Regions from separate parts of the Rattus norvegicus genome. Here region 2 is linked to region 1. The links are chromatin contacts, called in public Hi-C maps. All regions are on one chromosome and are shown on one strand. Each heading gives the region's core, a stretch centred on a gene start, on an enhancer-like site or on the middle of the called end of the contact. The rest is flanking DNA. Distances are from core to core; before and after follow the strand shown. Region 1 holds the start of Cryba1 (crystallin, beta A1). Region 2 overlaps Sez6 (seizure related 6 homolog).

Evidence for each region. Hi-C and Micro-C count contacts between places; a contact is called where the count stands out from the background.
Region 2: a Hi-C map of the A7r5 cell line shows a contact between it and region 1, with 6 times the contacts expected there. The contact joins the enhancer-like site here to the promoter of Cryba1 in region 1. A contact is called at or near these places in 3 of 12 Hi-C or Micro-C datasets (the A7r5 cell line, frontal cortex and mammary epithelial cells).

Annotation. Positions count from the first base shown.
Region 1 is chr10:63,110,991-63,114,791 of GRCr8, forward strand. It overlaps Cryba1 (crystallin, beta A1), which reads right to left and starts at 1,827. Exons shown (of 6, transcript NM_013056.1): 1 at 1,792-1,827; 2 at 31-95. The coding sequence starts at 1,822.
Region 2 is chr10:63,351,152-63,355,172 of GRCr8, forward strand. All of the region lies in intron 4 of Sez6 (seizure related 6 homolog), which reads left to right. Among named protein-coding and RNA genes, the nearest start is that of Phf12, 17 kb to the right of the region's middle. Within about 2 kb of position 1,815, at least 37 of the 93 cell types and tissues checked have an H3K27ac peak or open chromatin away from gene starts, as enhancers often do. A contact at or near this core is called in the A7r5 cell line, where this site is marked.

The DNA of each region.
Region 1 (3,801 bases), core at 577-3,076:
TTCATTTTCTATGTGGTTGGCTCAGCTTACCTTCCATGGCCCCATGGACCCTGGCATAGGGTTGGTCTGAGCCATCTTGGTGGTTGGAAGAGTTTCTGGAAGAGAGGATACATACCAGTGATGTGACTAAGATAGATCTCTTTAGCCATATCACAGGAGTAATGAGGAAAAGAGGCTTACAGTCCCAGATTTTTGGTTGAGATCCTGCCTCTGGGGCTACTATCAAAACCTCAGGTTTTCTATCAACAAACCTTTTACACACAGTCACTATAAAGATTAGAAAAGTAGGGGTTGGGGATTTAACTCAGTGGTAGAGCGCTTGCCTACCAAGCACAAAGCCCCGGGTTCGGTCCTCAGCTCCGAAAAAAAGAAAAAAAAGAAAAGAAAAGTAATACAGATAAAGAACTGTGAAAGCATATGGTACTCTTGATAAATATCCCTTCTGTCCTCTTGCTTGCCTGCATCTCCCTGGCAACTGTCTAGACTCCGTGTCTCTAGTCATTCAGTCAGCAGGGTCAGAATTTTCCACCTCACCTGTCACTGATGAAAATGCAGCCTGTACTCCAACCCTTTGTGTCTTCCCAGGACCCAAACTGACCAATTCTGCATATCCATGCCGCCATCTCCTCTCTCATAGACCTAGATTTTTGGCCTTGCTGCCTCAAGACCCTTCTGCCTTTTCCAGCCTGCAGAGTTTGACTTCTCCCTCACTTTTCAGCATTCATCATAGTACTCATCTATATCACTACTGAATATACACTGGGTCAGCATCTCCATAGCAGGGCTGGACATTCCTGTGTGACTGATACAGGCTCATGCTAAAGCTGTGGTGAGATGGGGCAGAGAGTAATTTGAAGTTAATGCCTGCTATTTGAAATAGTAGGTAGGAGGATTGCAAGTTCAAGACCTAGTTGGATCACTTAGACTCTGTCTCAAATTAATAAGTAAGGGCTGTGAGTTCCAGGCTCACTAGGGCTACAGAGTGAAACTCAAAAAAGGAGGGGGAGGTGTGGTTGGGAATATAGCTCAGTACTAGAGTGCTTGCTCAACATGGGTGTGAACCCTCAGATTCAATTCCTAGTACTGTGTAGATCTCTGTGAGTTCAAGGCCAGTCTGGTATACAGAATGACTTTCAGGCTGCCAGGGCTACACAGGGAAACCCTGTCTTGAAAAGCCAATGGCTTACTCGATGTCAGACCCTGCATTGCTTGAATAATATCAAGTCAGCACAAGTCAAATACCATCACTACCCCATTTTATGTATGAGGATCAACAGCGATAGAAGTTAAGCACTGGGGTTGGGGATTTAGCTCAGCGGTAGAGCCCTTGCCTAGCAAGCACAAGGCCCTGGGTTCGGTCCCCAGCTCCGAAAAAAAAAAAGAAGTTAAGCACTTATCATTAGCGGTCCAATGAGGAGAAGGGTGAAGGAAGGAAAGGGAGAAAGAAGACTGGCAGATGCATATCAGGTTTGTAGACCCAGAATCAACATGGAGGATTCTACTCGGGCATCAAGCCCAGGAGCTAATGCATGAAAATTTTGGTATTTCTATGTGGAGCTTCCAAATAAGCAGCATCTCTTCCTTGCTACACCCATCCTGTGTCCAATAACCTGCTGATGCCCAGTCTTGATTTCTAAGAATGTAGTTATTGCAAAAGCAACTACTAAAGCTGTCCCCCACTTTCTCTTTCTCCCACAGGTTCTAACCTCTAGGCAGGATACAACTGGTTCTTCCTCTGCATCTGTCTGTCAAGGAAAGGAAAGATAAAGGCACTGTCAAGGTCTTACTCACCCAGCTCCCGCTGCACAGTCTGGGTCTCCATCTGGTGCAGCTTCCTCTCCGGATCCCCTCTTTATAGTCCTGCAGAGTATGGCCAGCAGCTCTGTCAGCACTCTCTTTCCCCCTCTCTCTTTGTTTCTCCTGATCCCCAGAGCTTTAGTGGCTCAGCCTACTGGGGGAGGTGTCCCTCAGAGCTTTGTTTAGGGTTCCAGAAGTGCAGAGGCCCTTCTGTTGGGCAGGGCTGGCTGCCTAGGGAGATCTTCTCAGAGCGGCTGGGAACTAAGGACAGAAGTGTTCTATAGTGAATGCTTGGCCCTATCCTGTTTGACAGTCTTGAAAGATTCTATAAAACACATCAGAATCATCGAAATGGACCATATGTATGTGTACACACACACACACACACACACACACACACACACACACACAGAGAGACAGACAGACAGACAGACAGACAGACAGAGAGACAGAGAGAGACAGAGACAGAGAGAGACAGAGACAGAGAAAAACCAAGAGTTTTGGGGCAAGCCTTTGATCCCAGCACTCAGGAGGCAGAGGCAGTTGGATCTCTATGATTTCAGGCCCTGCTTGGTCTATATATTAAGTTCCTTAACAGCCCAGGCTATATAGTGAGACTCTGTTTCAAAAACAATAAAACAAAACACCTAAAATAAATAAGTGAAAGTATTTTTATAAAACTGAGCCTTTTTGAGAAAACATAAATCTTCTCAAAGCTCTTTACTCTATTATTCTATACACAGCTGGATAGGAACGAAGTTCAATTACAGTCGACATGTAGACCCGAATCTCACTTTGTATTATTAAATTAAATATTCACTTTAATACTGTAGTTCACTTTTAAAATTTTGGGGGCTGGAGAGATGGCTCAGTCGTTAAGAGCACTGACTGCTCTTCCTAGAGGTCCTGAGCTCAATTCCCAGCAACCACATGGTGGCTCACAACCATCTGTAATGGGATCCGATGCCCTCTTCTGGTGTGTCTGCGGACAGCTACAGTGTACTTATATATAATAAATGAATAAATCTTTAAAAAAAGGGGGGCTAATAACCTGGACAATTTTTTTGATATCACTTTGTGTGTATGTGTATTTAGTGTGTGTGTGTGTGTGTGTGTGTGTGTGTGTGTCCCTGCACGTGCACGCAAGCGTGCGCGTGGTCAGAGAACATCTTGTTTGTGAGAGTCAGTTCTCTCCTTCTACCATGTGTGTTCCAAGGATTAAATTCAGTTGCGGGGCTTAGCGGGGAGCATCTTTACCAGCACAGCTGAGCCATTTTGCTCCCCTCTCCACACACACTCCTTTTCTTAGTCCTTTTCTCCCTTCCAGACTGACATTTCTTTGGTCAACTATTTCTTCTTTCATTTCCTCATCCCTGGACTGGTTTAGATGGCCTCACCTTGTAGAAATTTCTTTAGAAACTAGAAATTTTGGGATCCAAAAGAGGGAATTGAGTCACTTGATTTAGGACAAAATTTTTCACAATATATCTTTCTGTAATCTTTGAACTTTAAGCAACAAGAATGCATTTTATATTTTTATATTAGCCAGGCAGTGATGACCTTTAATTCCAGGCAGAGTTTAGGCCTGTGGGTTCATGGCCAGCTTGATCTACAGAGTGAGTTCCAGGACAGCCAGGACTACACAGAGAAAGCCTGTCTTGAAAAACTATATACGTGAAAACAGTTATTTTTGAAAAATAAATATGACATAATTATCTGCATCTACTATTTAGCTTGGCAAGTCCATTTTGAGAAAATGAATGTGTCCCGAGACTCTGGAAGAGTGACAATTCACTGCGTGGCACCCCGCTGTGCACAGCCTCTCATCCAGCCTGCACTGCCTAGGGCTCTTTTTCACTATCAGGATCTTTGGGGAGAGTTTTATATTCGAATGAGTTGTTGATTCAATAAAGACTGACTTGGTTAATTTTTCATTTTAGAGAGGAAATGGAAACACAAAATCATTGCATGGGAGACTGTGTGTGTTTCAGTGAGTGTGCAAAC
Region 2 (4,021 bases), core at 565-3,064, 240 kb after region 1:
AAAAAAAAAAAAAAAGCAAACATTTAAAAGTATTTGATTGGGAATTAATCTACTGTAATATTTCTATAAATACAGAGTCATCTCCACCTTCAGCACAATACCACAATTCTTATTCATTTTGCAAGCATTTAAAACTGTAGAAAAGTACAAAAATAAGACAAGATTGTGTCTACATGCCACAATTCAGAATTATCCAGCATCTCCCCATACTATTTGTAGTCTTTAACACATACCTCAAAGCACACCCTACACACACACACACAGATACACACACACATACACACATATACACACAGACACACACACACATGCACACAGACACACACAGACACACACAGACACACACACAGACACACACACATACACACAGATACACACAGACACACATATACACATACAGACACACATACACACATACACACACACATACACACACACGCACACACACACACACATACAATGGCACGAGGACAACTTGGCAGGAGGCATTTTCTTTTTTTACCATGTAGGTTCAGGGGTTGAACTGGGGTTGTCAGGCTTGGCAGTAGACACCTTCATCAATGAGCCATCTCACAGTCCTTGTCTTACACCATAGCTCAGGCTAACCTCAAATTCACCCCAGTCCTCTGGCCTCAGCCTCCTGAGTGGAAGAAAGGGTTACAGGCCTGAGCTCCCATGCTGGCTGGAAATGAATGTTCCTATGAAATGCCGCAGCTGCTCTCCTCTTCTCAGTCTGCACTTGACTCTTCCTCCTCTGTTCCTCATGGGCCATCACTGTCTGACCCTCCCTTCTCTACGGCTAAACCATCTATACTATGAAGTTACTGTTTGAGTAAAACAAAAAGTGCTTAGCATGCCTTCTGTTAAGGAAACGGTATTATATTATATATATTATATTATACAACTGCGGATGTGGATGTGGGATGCGGGAGGGAGGCAAAGCTGCAGCTTCCCCATAGGGGTCCTTCTTGCCCGTCCCCTTCTCTTGGCTGGAAGTCAGTTCTATCCTTTGCACAGGCTAACTTTAATTCAGACACATGCACACACCCCCAGCATTAACAGGGAAATAATTGGTAAGAACAATCAAGACATTGTCTTACGTTGGCTTGGACCACTTCTGCCGCCCTATTGGGGGGGAGGAGCTGATGGGTGGGCAACCACCCTGGGGCTAGGAATGCTCTGACCCTGTCTATTCACTCGTCAAGGCTTTGCCACCCAAACTGGGGGAGCAGCCTGGTGTGACAGCAGGGATCTTAACGGTGGGCAGAGGTTGTCCAGGCCCTCGGCAGCGGTAGGTCCCCGCCCGGGCAGGGATGACCATCTGGGCGGCCCCTCCATCCTCCCTAATGACTCATCAATCCTTGTGAGCAGCAGGCATAATTTCATGCCACAGTAACCTTTTCTCTTGCTGCAAATTCCTTTGCACAAAACTCCAGTTCCCTCTTTGTGCTACCAGACAAAGGTGGGAGAATGCAACAGGGCCAGAGGCCTAGCACGGGGGAGCAGATCCCGAGGAGAGACTGGGAGAACTGGCCCACTCCTGCTCTTTGTCCCAGCAGCCCTCCCTCCTCTGCCCAGTTTTTGTCAATGATCAGCTCTTTCCTTAATGAGTGTAATTCCCCTAATTATAGACTGTAATTAGCCCTGATCCCAGAGATGGGAACAGGAGGAGCGTGTGTTCACGGGCATTTCTCGTGGGCTGGAGGAAGAGGGTGCCAGGAGAGTGAGGGAGGGCCTGGGTTCCCATGCCTGTGCAGGCACTGTCCAAGCTGATGAAGCAAGTCACAGTCGTGAGCTTCCACACAGGCCGGTGGCCGGATAGATTCCTCTGGCCTGGTCCCAGTCCGGGTGGAGAGTCAGAGTGCCTGACGCGCCCCTCCCTTCTTCATCCAAGCATTCTGGCACTGGAGCTGGCTCCAGAAACAGCCGCCAGCAAGAAAATAACTCAACAGATTGTGGTGGTGCAGACTCCCTGGGAACGGTTGGTTGTCATGGCAATTGGAGGAAGCTCATCTTGGGAAGTGGCACTTACCCGTGATGGAGTCTGGGGGCGCCTCTCGATGCCACCACCAGCCCCCTGCTTTCACATCATTCCAGCCCACTCCCTTCCCAGGTTGTGCTGGGACTTGCCGTGAAGATGTCAGGACAGGTGCTGAGTCTGACACCTGGCCTATGGCTCCCAGGGAGACAGCTCCTCATCCCAAACCCCGGCTGGCATAGTCCTCCCTAGCCTAGCCTAGGGAGGGTGAATGACTCGAGGGTTTCTCTGACTCCTCAGGCCAGGATTCCATATTAACTGGGGCCAGGTAGGAAGCAGAGGGCCTTGGGAGCTAGGAACTCAAATCCTTACCCTACCATACTTTTACAGTATGACAAGGGTACCGAGGCTCTCCCAACCTCTGCTTTCTTTATCTTTAATGGATTAGTAGCCCCTACCCTACCTTCTTTCTTCCAAGTGTATTATGGGTACCAGGTGAGAAGGAGCTCTTTAGGAACTAGAAAACGCAGCAAATGTAAGATGTTAGCACTCACGACTGCAAACATTAAGGCAGCTTGGAGGGGGCAGGAGGAGGGGGCAGAGGTAGGTGTGTGCTTTGTGCCAGGCACTGCACATATGGCCTCTCACTTAACCTCCGCAGTGTTGGAGCATATACCTTAAATCACTGGTTAAACAAAGACATTGAGGCACGGAGCAAAGAAGTAATTTGCCCACAGTGTCAGAGCAAGTAGCATAGTCCGCATTTAAACCCTGACCTCAGAACCCATCTTCTAAACACTGCCCTCTCCACCGGCCAATCGCAACTAGCCTCTTATTAGTCAAACCCTCAAACTCTCTACTTTTTTTCACATAGCAACTAAGAATACGACAGGTGGGAAAGGCCTCAAAACTGAGTCACAGGCAAGTCAAGCTTTGGTAGCTCATCTGCCCCAAGGCAGCCCCTTTCCCTGTTCACATAAAGGCACACAGAGGCACAGCCACACCTTCTTTCTATTTTTCTCCTTGTCAGCTCCGGGCATATTCTACCCACCTCTTAGACCCAAGCCAGACTCTCCCTTAATAAGCTATTTCTGGGGCTTAGCCTAAGGGTTGGGGTTTACCCAGCAATTTTATGGGATTTGCTGCCGCTATGTGGTCATAGATGGTATTACAACTCCGAAAGCAGAGTGGCCAATCCACGTCCAGTTTTCCAAGAGAGCGTGACTTTCTCCAACCCCTCCCACTGTCTTTAAAAGTCGTTTGCTGACCTGACCTACTGACCGTGTTTCTCAGTAATGTCAGAAGCTACCCTAATAAAGTCTCACCAACATGACCGCCTAAACACGAGCTGAACAAGGACAACTATAGATATGCCAAAGTAGCTAGGGCGAAGACCCCTTAGAAAGACCTGCTAAGGAATGCTGAGATCAAGAGAAGTCGTCTTCCTCCGGGAAGAGCCCAGCAGTCAGTTATCCAATATCTAGTGGTCAGCCCTGAAAACACTCACATGGGTAATATTATACAGACTGAGCAGGTCATGCATGCAATCACTAATAAAAAAGGAGGCCATAGGAGGGCTTGTGTGGGGAAAAGGAAGAGAAAAACGATATCATTATATTATAGTTTCAAAAATAAAAAAATAAAAGCAAACAAAGAGGCCTTTGCCACTGCTATTGGAGGACACTAAGGCCAGCTTCACTGTCTGACTTCAGTCTCTCCTTCTGAAATTTGTGTTTGTTTCCTACAGGAAAAATAACGTCTACAAGTCATCCATGATATTTTTCCTTTTAGCACTGAGGCTCAAACAGAGTGGGACACTCTACCACTGAGCTAATATGTATACACCCAGACTTATAGATTTGTAATCATCTTGGTGCCAGAGGTCTGTAAGGTTTTTGGTTTAACTGTTCCGTTGTTTTTAAGACATGGTCTTGAGCTGGAGAGATGGCTCAGCAGTTAAGAGCACTGTCTGCTCTTCTAGAGGTCTTGAGTTCAAATCCCAGCAACCACATGGTGGTTCACAACCATCTGTAATGGGATCTT